Regions from separate parts of the Mus musculus genome. Here all the other regions are linked to region 2. The links are chromatin contacts, called in public Micro-C maps. All regions are on one chromosome and are shown on one strand. The core of a region is the stretch at or near the end of the contact, and the rest is flanking DNA. Distances in the headings are between cores, read along the strand shown.

Region 1 (2,700 bases), core at 131-2,630, 97 kb before region 2:
ACTGGATCTACTGTGTAGCCCTACCTTGATGGAAACTCACTATATAGACCATATAAACTCTCTATAGACTAGGCCAGCCATGAACTCCTGGTCCCCCATTTGCTACATCTCAAGGTCTAGGATTACAGGTGTGAGCCACCATGCCCAGTTACATGCAGTGTGCTGAGGATGGAATTCACTGCTGTGTGCATGGTAGGGCGCACTGAATCATATCCCTGACCTCACATTTTTACGGAGTCTACTATCTCTCCACGTGGACGTGGACAGCATGAGCCACTAGGGCAGAGGCAGACTCTAGACAAAGCAAAGGTATTAAATCCCAGCCAGCCACAATAGAGAGGCCACCGCAGGCTGAGCTCAGAGGTGTATAAGCTCAAGGTTATCTTTAGAAGCAGACATTATCTTGTCTCCCCAACCCCTAGAACTGCTGGGTTTTTATGTGTCTGTGACAGTGCAGGTTGTCTTAGGGGCGTGTTGCATGTAGGTGCATTACAATACAGCACACAGCACACTCAATGTCAAAAGAAGTCAGGCGACTTGCCTAAGGTCACACAGCTAAGAAATGGACCGAGAACAAGAAAACCCAACTCTGACCTTCCTTCTTGACTAGAAAGCAGTCTCGTTGTGTGCCTGGTACGGTTTCGGATCACCTTGGGATACCAGGGTCTACCGTGGTGGCTTGGCAATAAGTGAAGCCAGGGAAGACAGTCATCCTCATGGCGGTAACTCTTGCCCTTGAGCCACAGCGCAGGCACAGGGTGAGATGTCAACCCAAACACTGGGACTCCCGGATTCCCGCTTAGGCCTGTCAGAAGTGTGGAGGAGTCCCGGGCTCTGGGGAGCGCCCGCTGCTACTGCTCATGCGCAGTGCGCGGGAGCTCGGCTGGCGAGCTGCGGGGTCTCATTAGCACCACCATCATTACGGCAGATTTATGTGCGATCCCTCCCGCACTCTGGGGCCGCTCCCGGCTCAGCACGCGGGGAGGGGACGGGCTGCAGTAGGCACCAGTGCGGGACGGGATGGATTCGTGGGAGCTAGCGGGTTCTAGAGCCGCCGCGCCCTTTCGGGCCAAAGCCAGAGCCACGTCCCGGTCCGCGGACCCCGTGGTCCACTTGCGGGGTTGGAGGGATCTGGGCGCCGCCGACTCGCCCCAGTGACCCCCGAAAGCTTTCGCGCCCCGGCGTAGTGGGTCCGGGGCTGCGCGGGAGAGGTGGGCGACGCGGGTACCAGGTCCCCGGGCTGGGAGCGGGCGCTTCTCCAAACACCACTCCTCCCCTCCTCCGCCTGCGAGACGGCTGCGGCCCCGCCTAGGGAGAGGGGGGACCAGAAGGAAGTGCTCCTGGAGGGAAGTGTGGCGGGATGAAGGGAGAAGGGGCAGCGCACTCCCGGGAGCGGGAGGCAGTCCTAGGAGGAGGGGAGGTGGGCAGGAGGGAGGGAACTGGGCTGGCCAGGAACCGAGAAGCGGAGCAGGAGAGCGGGCGGGGGGGAAGGGGGGGAGGGCTGGTAGGCCCGCTGGGGTGCCGCGGGCGAGGAAGAGAGGAGGGGGAACTGGGAGGGCGAGGCAGTGAGTGCAACCTGGGCAGTATCAAGAGAAAGGCACCTCTCGCATCTTCCCTAAACTATCTTTAACTCCAGGCTGCATTTCCATTCTCTATCCTGGTTCCCATCCTCCCGTATGGAGGCGGCTGCACACATTGGCCTGGCTCTCCACTCTCCTTCCCGCCCTGGCATCCAGGGTGCCAGACTGGGAGGTAACACGCCTCTTCCATCTGTCTCCCAAGTCATCCGCTTCCCAAGGCCTCCAGGGTTGACCCTGAGAACCCTCTCTTAGGAGAGACCGATGTTTAAATTTAGTAAGCACCTCTGTCCTAGCTTCTTGGGACCAGCAGAGGTTCCAGAGAGAGAAACTGAGGCAGAGAGCAAAGACCCAACACGGATCTCTACGAATCCCGCGTTATCTTTGGACACTAACCAGCCTGTCTCTCCTGCTCCGAGCTCTCCTGTTCCTCCGTGGGCAACCGTGGTGGCTGTTTCAAGGCCCCCCCCCAAAGCCCAGCCTTCCTGCTTCGCCACGGGGAGCTCCCAAAAGCCTGAAAATATCTTTAAATTAGGAAAAAGAGCTAAGCCGCCAGAGTCCTTTGGTCTATTAAAGGAGGAGCAGAGGCCACCGGCGTCCCCACCCCCCCGCTCGGATTTTGCATTTGAAGCGCAGACGGCGGGGCCGGTCGGCCGCTGGCGGGGCCGCGGGGCCGGCCAGCCGCGTCCCTTTCAGCGCCCGACCCCCCGCTAGGTGTGCCGGAATTAGGACAGCGCCCCTCTCCGCTGCTTTCATCCCCCAGGGCGGCGGGGGCCTCAGAGGCGCTAATGAAGCGCCTGAAGCTGTTTGGCTTAAGGAAAAGGCCGGAATTCTGGGCAATGTGAGACTGGGGGTTGAGGGTAGCGTCTGGAAATCTGCCTTGAAGTGTCCCAGGACCTTGTTGGCTTGGCCTGGACAAAGCAGTACCGTCCTTTTAGCTCTGCTGGCCTCTGGAACCCAACTCCGGGCTCCTCCCAGCCTGCAGCTGCTAGTTCTGGTAGCTTGGGTTCACTTCCAAGCTTCACTGATTTGGGGGGCGGGGCAGGGGGAACCTCAGGCAGCTCAGAGCCTCAGTTTCCCTGTCAAGCGATTCATCAAGATGATGGGATATGCCTGTGATCCC
Region 2 (2,770 bases), core at 48-2,547:
CCACCCTGGCCACCCTCTATTACAGAGCTCTGGTGAGGGTAGGGATAATTTGTTTCCAAGAGTACATTTAGCAGTATCTGGAGATGTTTGTGTTGTCCCAGGCAGCAGACAGATGGAAGAGTACCAGCATCCAGAGTGTGAGGGTGGGGTTCTGATATCAACCTAGTGTGCAGGAGACCCTCCAGCAGAGTGCTCAGGCCCCTGGTGTCAGTGGCAAGGTGGGAAACTGACCACGTTCTGACAGTGCAGACTTGAAAGAACACCGAGTGAGGTTCTAGTTCAGTGGTACAATGCTTACTTCGCAGGGAGTATGCATCGTGTTCAATCCCCAGCATTGCATAAAAACAAAATTTAAAGATGAGCATCCAGAAGGAAGGAGAACGGCTCTCTTCCTGCCCAAAAGGGGCAGGTTATGTTGGTCATGTCTAGGCAATGGAGATTAGTTAAGAGCAAGGAACTAGCCTGACCGAGCCTCCATAAAATGGGAGTATGGCAGGCCCAACGTGCAAGGTACAAGAAGTAATGCACTTGGCTGGCGTCCGTAGTTACTACTTTTCAGGGGCCTAGGGTTGAGCCTTAGCAAAGAGTGTAGATACTCTGAGTCTCCTCCCAGCACGCCCTCAGTTCTGGGTCCAACATCCCCTTGCAGCTCCAGTTGTGTCGCGAGCAAACCAAAGCGGACCCCGAGCTAGTTGGGTCACGGCTGCCCAGTGTCGGGCCTCCTTATGAATGACACCGAACGGCGCCCGGCGACCCTTGACCCTCGGCGCCAGCCCGCCCCTCCCCCCCTGGCAGGTGGACAGCCGCTGCGCCGGCCCGCCGTGGCGTCAACCTCTGGCCCGTGGCCGCTGCCGCACTGGGCAGGGGCGGGAGACTGCAGCGCGCACATTGCCGCACGGGCGTCCGCCGGGCCGCCTCCCGCACCTCGCAGCGCCTGCCACCCAGCCACCCTCCAGCCGCCGCAGCCTCCGCCCCGCCCGCTGCCCGGGCCGCAGCCTGAGCCGCTGCCCCGCCCTCTCACCCCGGGACTGACACTAGCCGGGGCCGCCTGTCTCCGCCAATCGACGGCTTCGCAGGGGCAGCCCCAAGCCCTCTCGGGCTTCTCGGCCAATCACGTGCGTTCGCCCGCCCGACTGCGGCCTCACGAGCCCGTGAGTGGCGGAGAGTCTGCAACTCGCGTCACTCATCCAGGAGCCTATGGTGGCGCGGGAGGGTTCCGGAGGGCCAATGGACAGCGGCGTAGGGCTGTCAGTCAGGGAGGCCTGAACCAATGGGCGGTGGGCTGCGGGGGCGTCACGGACAGAGGACTTGGGCTGAGGCTCCCCCGCGGGCGGGCGCAGAGAGACGCGGGAAGCAGGGGCTGGGCGGGGGTCGTGGCGCCGCAGCCAGCGCAGCCAGCCCCAGGGGCCGCCGCCTCCGCTGCCCAGCGCGCTCCGGGGCCGCCGGCCACCTTAGCACCCGCCGCGTCGCAGCTCCGGGACTGGCCCCGGCCGCGACGCCGCCGCGATGGGCAACGCCGCCGCCGCCAAGAAGGGCAGCGAGCAGGAGAGCGGTGAGTGCCCGGCCGTCACCCTGATCTTCACTGCGTGCGGCCTGCCCGCGCAATGCCCATCACTGCATGGCCCCTCCCCCATATGCCCCCCCAATCTTGTCTGCCTGCACCCCTGCCTGCTGCCTGTTCACGTTGGGGTCGGATCACCGCAGAGATACTTTGCCCCCAGTAGGGCCTGGTGCCCATGGCCTACCATCCCCCACTGCAAAGGCCGTGCCCCCCCACCCAGCTGTCACTGCCAACCATTGCATGTATGACCGCCGGGGCCCCAGATGAGGCCCTGTCACCACACCAACCCCTCTTCTCCTAGTCCCTTTCTCCAGATTCTATACCCCCTCCCACTTCGTCACTTACCTTTCCCACACAGCGCCCCAATGCCTGACCCTGATCCAGGCTCCTGCCAGTTTCGGGAGTGCTGTGGGGTCCACGCTGCAGGGACCTTGGCCACTTGGTGACCACACCCCTCCCCCTCCAGCCCCCGCCATCTTTCTCCTACCCCTGCCCGATTCACCTCATCACAGCTCCCACCTCCAAGCCACCCCCACCCCCATGAGCATTTCCCGGGGCCACCTCCTGCATTGTTTTTCCCTTCTGTGTCACTTGGCATGGGGGACAAGATCTTTCTGGGTCCCTCTGCCCCTCTCATCCTGTCACTCCACCTCCTCCGTGCATTCGTCTGGCCCTGGCTGGGGTGGCAGACTGTTTATGAACCTAGAGAGCTGCTTCTGCGCTTCCTTATCCAAGTTGGAGCTGGTCTTGCTCAGAGCCATTACGTCTGTCCTTTTTCTTGGGTTGCGGGTGAGGTAAAGCGGCAGAGCACCCTCCTGGCCTACCCTGAGGTCTGGGTTCCTTAGAAGGCCCCTCAATAAATGGTCGTTTCACAACTGCGGTTCTGTCGTTCACCCAGCCCCTGGGGCTGGTTTGAAACTGCGGATGAAATGAATAGCAAAGGCTCATTCCACTGAATGGGGATGGTCAGAAGAATTGCGCGCATTGGGGTAACGCCATCCAGCAATAGGTGACAGCTAATGATTTGGTTTGCTTAAGACAGATGGATTCTGTGCATACCGAGGGCTCACCCAGAGGGAGGTATATCCACACACACATACACACACCCCCCCCCCAAAAAAAAAACCATGCTGAATTTTTCTAGCCAGGGAAAAAAAAGTGATTCTATATTTGAAATTACTTCAGAAAGGGCCTTGGGCCCTGTCCCCC
Region 3 (2,700 bases), core at 35-2,534, 73 kb before region 2:
CCCCACCAAAAAAAAAAAAAAAAACCAAAAAAACAAATAAACTATAAGTCTAGGCAGTGGTAGCTTTGGCTCCAGATATTTGGGCCAGGTCGACCCCCTTTCCCATCTAGAGAAGCAATCCTAGGCTTCATCTGTAGCTGGGGGGCTGAACCCAGCCTCTGGCTTCACTCACTAAGTCCAAAGCCTAGGAATCTAAGTCCGATCCGCTGCCCTACTTCTCCGAGTCCATCACCTGCAGTGTAGTTCTTACGTTGTGGAAATCTGCACCGGGCTTTTGCTCTCGCCATCAACCTAAAATTCAATTTTTTTTTTCTTCCCTACCCACCCCCTCCAAAACCAGACGCTTGAGGCGTTTATAGATACTAACCTCTCCTCCGCTCCTGCAGCCTGGTCAGCTCCAGGACCCTGTCCGGTTGCCAAGGCTCTCTCTTCTGTTTGGGGGAGGGGGGCTGTTCTCATCCCATCCTACCTACGCTCCAGTCCTGGCTTTGCGTCCCTCCCTCGTTTTTTTTTTTAATTAATTTATTTATTTATTTTTTTATTGTAGGTCTGGTCTCCCAGGGTAGCGGGATCCACACCACATCCCCTTCCTGTCGCATCACCCAGGATCCAGATACTGCTTTTACCTGCCGGCTCTGTTGCAGCCAGCGCGCGGGATCCTTCCATACCTCAGTCCAGCCCTCATTTTGTCCCTCCCCACCCCACGTCGCTGTTAGGAAGATGGGGGACAGCCTACGCTCTTGTCAGTCACTAAGCAGCACTCCCTCCGGCCCTCCTGCAATCCCGGGTGGGAGACGCTCTGGTCCAGGTCTTTTTTGTTGCCACCGCACAGGCCTGACGCATTACTCCATCTCCCTTGGAAGAATCCGGACCGAAATTTGCGTGCCTCGAGTGCATCTGGCCCTGTCGCAGCTACCTCCCCTCCCACTCCTACCCCCCCACACCGCGCCCCTCCCGTCCCTACCCTCTCTGCCAAATCCGGACCAGGTTTTGCGCAGTCCTTGCACAGCTCTCCATTTACCCCTCACCGGCTAGGCGCCTTTCTGCACAGCACGGCTGCAGAGTCCGTTCCGTTTTTTCTTGCCGCCCGTCGCACCCCACCCCCCCCCAGCCCAACTAGGGGGATCTAGCGCGTCGCCTCCCTCTGCCCACTTTTCCTTGGGGGAGGCGAGTGGAACTCCAGGCCAGGTTTCCGGGCCCTTCCTCGGGGCGCACGGGAGGGCTGCGGAGACTAGTCCCCGGCGGGTAGTCCAGGCCAGGTTTTGCGCTTGTCCGCCGCCCCCCTCCCGGAGCCGGCGGGCCCGGCAGCGCCGAGAGCAGGCGGCTTGTCATTGCTGGTGCCCCGCGCCCGCTCGCTCCGCGAGTCCTGCGGTGCCCACGGGCCCAGCCCCGCGCCCCCTGCTCCGGCCACCCCGGGGGCGCAACGCCGCCGCGCCTGCTTCCAGCTGTGTAGCTCCGGCCCCCTGCGGGCAGCGCGAGCGGTCGGCGCGGGAGCAGTCGGCGCTGCGACGCCCCCGCCCCGCCGTCTGCCGGAGACGCCCCGGCGGATGGGGCCGCGCGGGCCCAGGAGCGGCGCCGCCGGGCGGCGGGGGCCTGCGCGGCCGCCCGGGCAGCCGCGTTAACCCTTCGCCCGCTGCCGTCCGGGGGCGCTGGGAAGTCGCCTGGGCACACACGTGCCGCCTCCGTCGGGGCCGCGGAGCTGCGGGGGAGATGCGGGCAGCCGGCGCCGCCTCGGGGGGCTCCGCCTCGCCCCAGCCCCCCGAGCTCTGACGCCGCCCCCGCCCCTCCGCCTCCACGCCTCGCTCCCCGGGAGGGGCGCAGACCCGCGCGCCCGGGGCCGGGGCCGCCTCCGGAGCGCCGCGATCCGCCTTTTCTTTCCTTTTTTTTTTTTTTTTTATACTCCCCCCCCCCACCCCTTCCCTTTTAAATTTTGGTCGGTGGCGGCGGTGCTGGGCCGGAGGAAAGAAGGGACACGGAGTCCTCCCTCGCTCAGCCACCCCCTCCCCGCTTCCCCCTGGGCCGGGCTCCGGGAGATGTGCCGGGCGGGGGGCCCGGCTTCGCGGAGCCGCCGGAGGAGCGCGCACGGCCGACCCCGAAGCGCCGCTGGACAGGTGAGTGTGCGGGAGCCTCAGGCCACGCCGCACCTGGGCCAGGTGTGCGCGGCGGGAGGGGCGGGGAGCACCCTACCCCCGCCCGCCGGGGGCTTGGTGAGGGTGCGGATGGGCGGCCGCAGGGTGCCCTGCAGGGGGAGGGGACCGCTAGTGTGCCCGCGCGTGGCTGCGTGTGCCCGCGCGCGCGCCGGCCTTTGTGGGGAAGCGGCGCGGCGGTGCCTGCGTGTCCCCGGTGCGTGTGCGCGCGGGTGCTTGGCGCCCTGTTTGTGTAGGTGTCTGGGTGTGAGTGGAGAGGGTGCGTGTGCGCGCAGCGCGCGGGCCCGGGCTCCCCAGAGAAGCCATGTCGGGGGGCTGGCACCGCAGGATGCTGGGCCAGCCCCCCCCCCCCCCCGACATGGCTTGTTTTTCTCTGGGAGGCAGTGGCGCTAATGGTGGTTGGGGGTGGTATGGGGAGAGGTATGTCTGGGTGTCGAGTGAGTTTCAGCCCGGAGGGGTGCTTTGGGCAACCCTGGTGCAGTTGTGAGACATCTTCTGTTAGTGGTACCCTGTTAAGCACGGATGGAGGCTGTCAGGTTGGATCTACCGGAAC

What was found. Hi-C and Micro-C count contacts between places; a contact is called where the count stands out from the background.
Region 1: a contact with region 2 is called in a Micro-C map of embryonic stem cells, with 2.8 times the contacts expected there. The contact joins the enhancer-like site here to the promoter of Prkaca in region 2. A contact is called at or near these places in 3 of 39 promoter capture datasets (embryonic stem cells and second pharyngeal arch cranial neural crest), 2 of 484 Hi-C or Micro-C datasets (both in embryonic stem cells), 3 of 115 datasets of contacts at active chromatin or transcription factors (embryonic stem cells and pancreatic cancer cells) and 1 of 9 other capture datasets (pancreatic islet).
Region 3: a contact with region 2 is called in a Micro-C map of embryonic stem cells, with 3 times the contacts expected there. The contact joins the promoter of Adgrl1 here to the promoter of Prkaca in region 2. A contact is called at or near these places in 19 of 39 promoter capture datasets (the 3T3-L1 cell line, the HPC-7 cell line, HPC-7-derived erythroid cells and 12 more), 9 of 484 Hi-C or Micro-C datasets (the N1E-115 cell line, cerebral cortex, embryonic stem cells and 5 more), 6 of 115 datasets of contacts at active chromatin or transcription factors (astrocytes, embryonic stem cells and epiblast stem cells) and 4 of 9 other capture datasets (adipose tissue, embryonic stem cells, liver and 1 more).

Annotation. Positions count from the first base shown.
Region 1 is chr8:83,874,136-83,876,835 of GRCm38.p6, forward strand. No RefSeq gene overlaps it. Among named protein-coding and RNA genes, the nearest start is that of Gm26721, 24 kb to the right of the region's middle. Within about 2 kb of position 1,381, at least 185 of the 459 cell types and tissues checked have an H3K27ac peak or open chromatin away from gene starts, as enhancers often do. A contact at or near this core is called in embryonic stem cells, pancreatic islet and second pharyngeal arch cranial neural crest, where this site is marked.
Region 2 is chr8:83,971,681-83,974,450 of GRCm38.p6, forward strand. It overlaps Prkaca (protein kinase, cAMP dependent, catalytic, alpha), which reads left to right and starts at 1,298. Exons shown (of 10, transcript NM_008854.5): 1 at 1,298-1,552. The coding sequence starts at 1,507.
Region 3 is chr8:83,898,814-83,901,513 of GRCm38.p6, forward strand. Adgrl1 (adhesion G protein-coupled receptor L1) reads left to right here and starts at 1,285. Exons shown (of 23, transcript NM_181039.2): 1 at 1,285-2,111. Gm26721 (predicted gene, 26721) reads right to left here and starts at 914. Exons shown (of 4, transcript NR_166528.1): 1 at 368-914.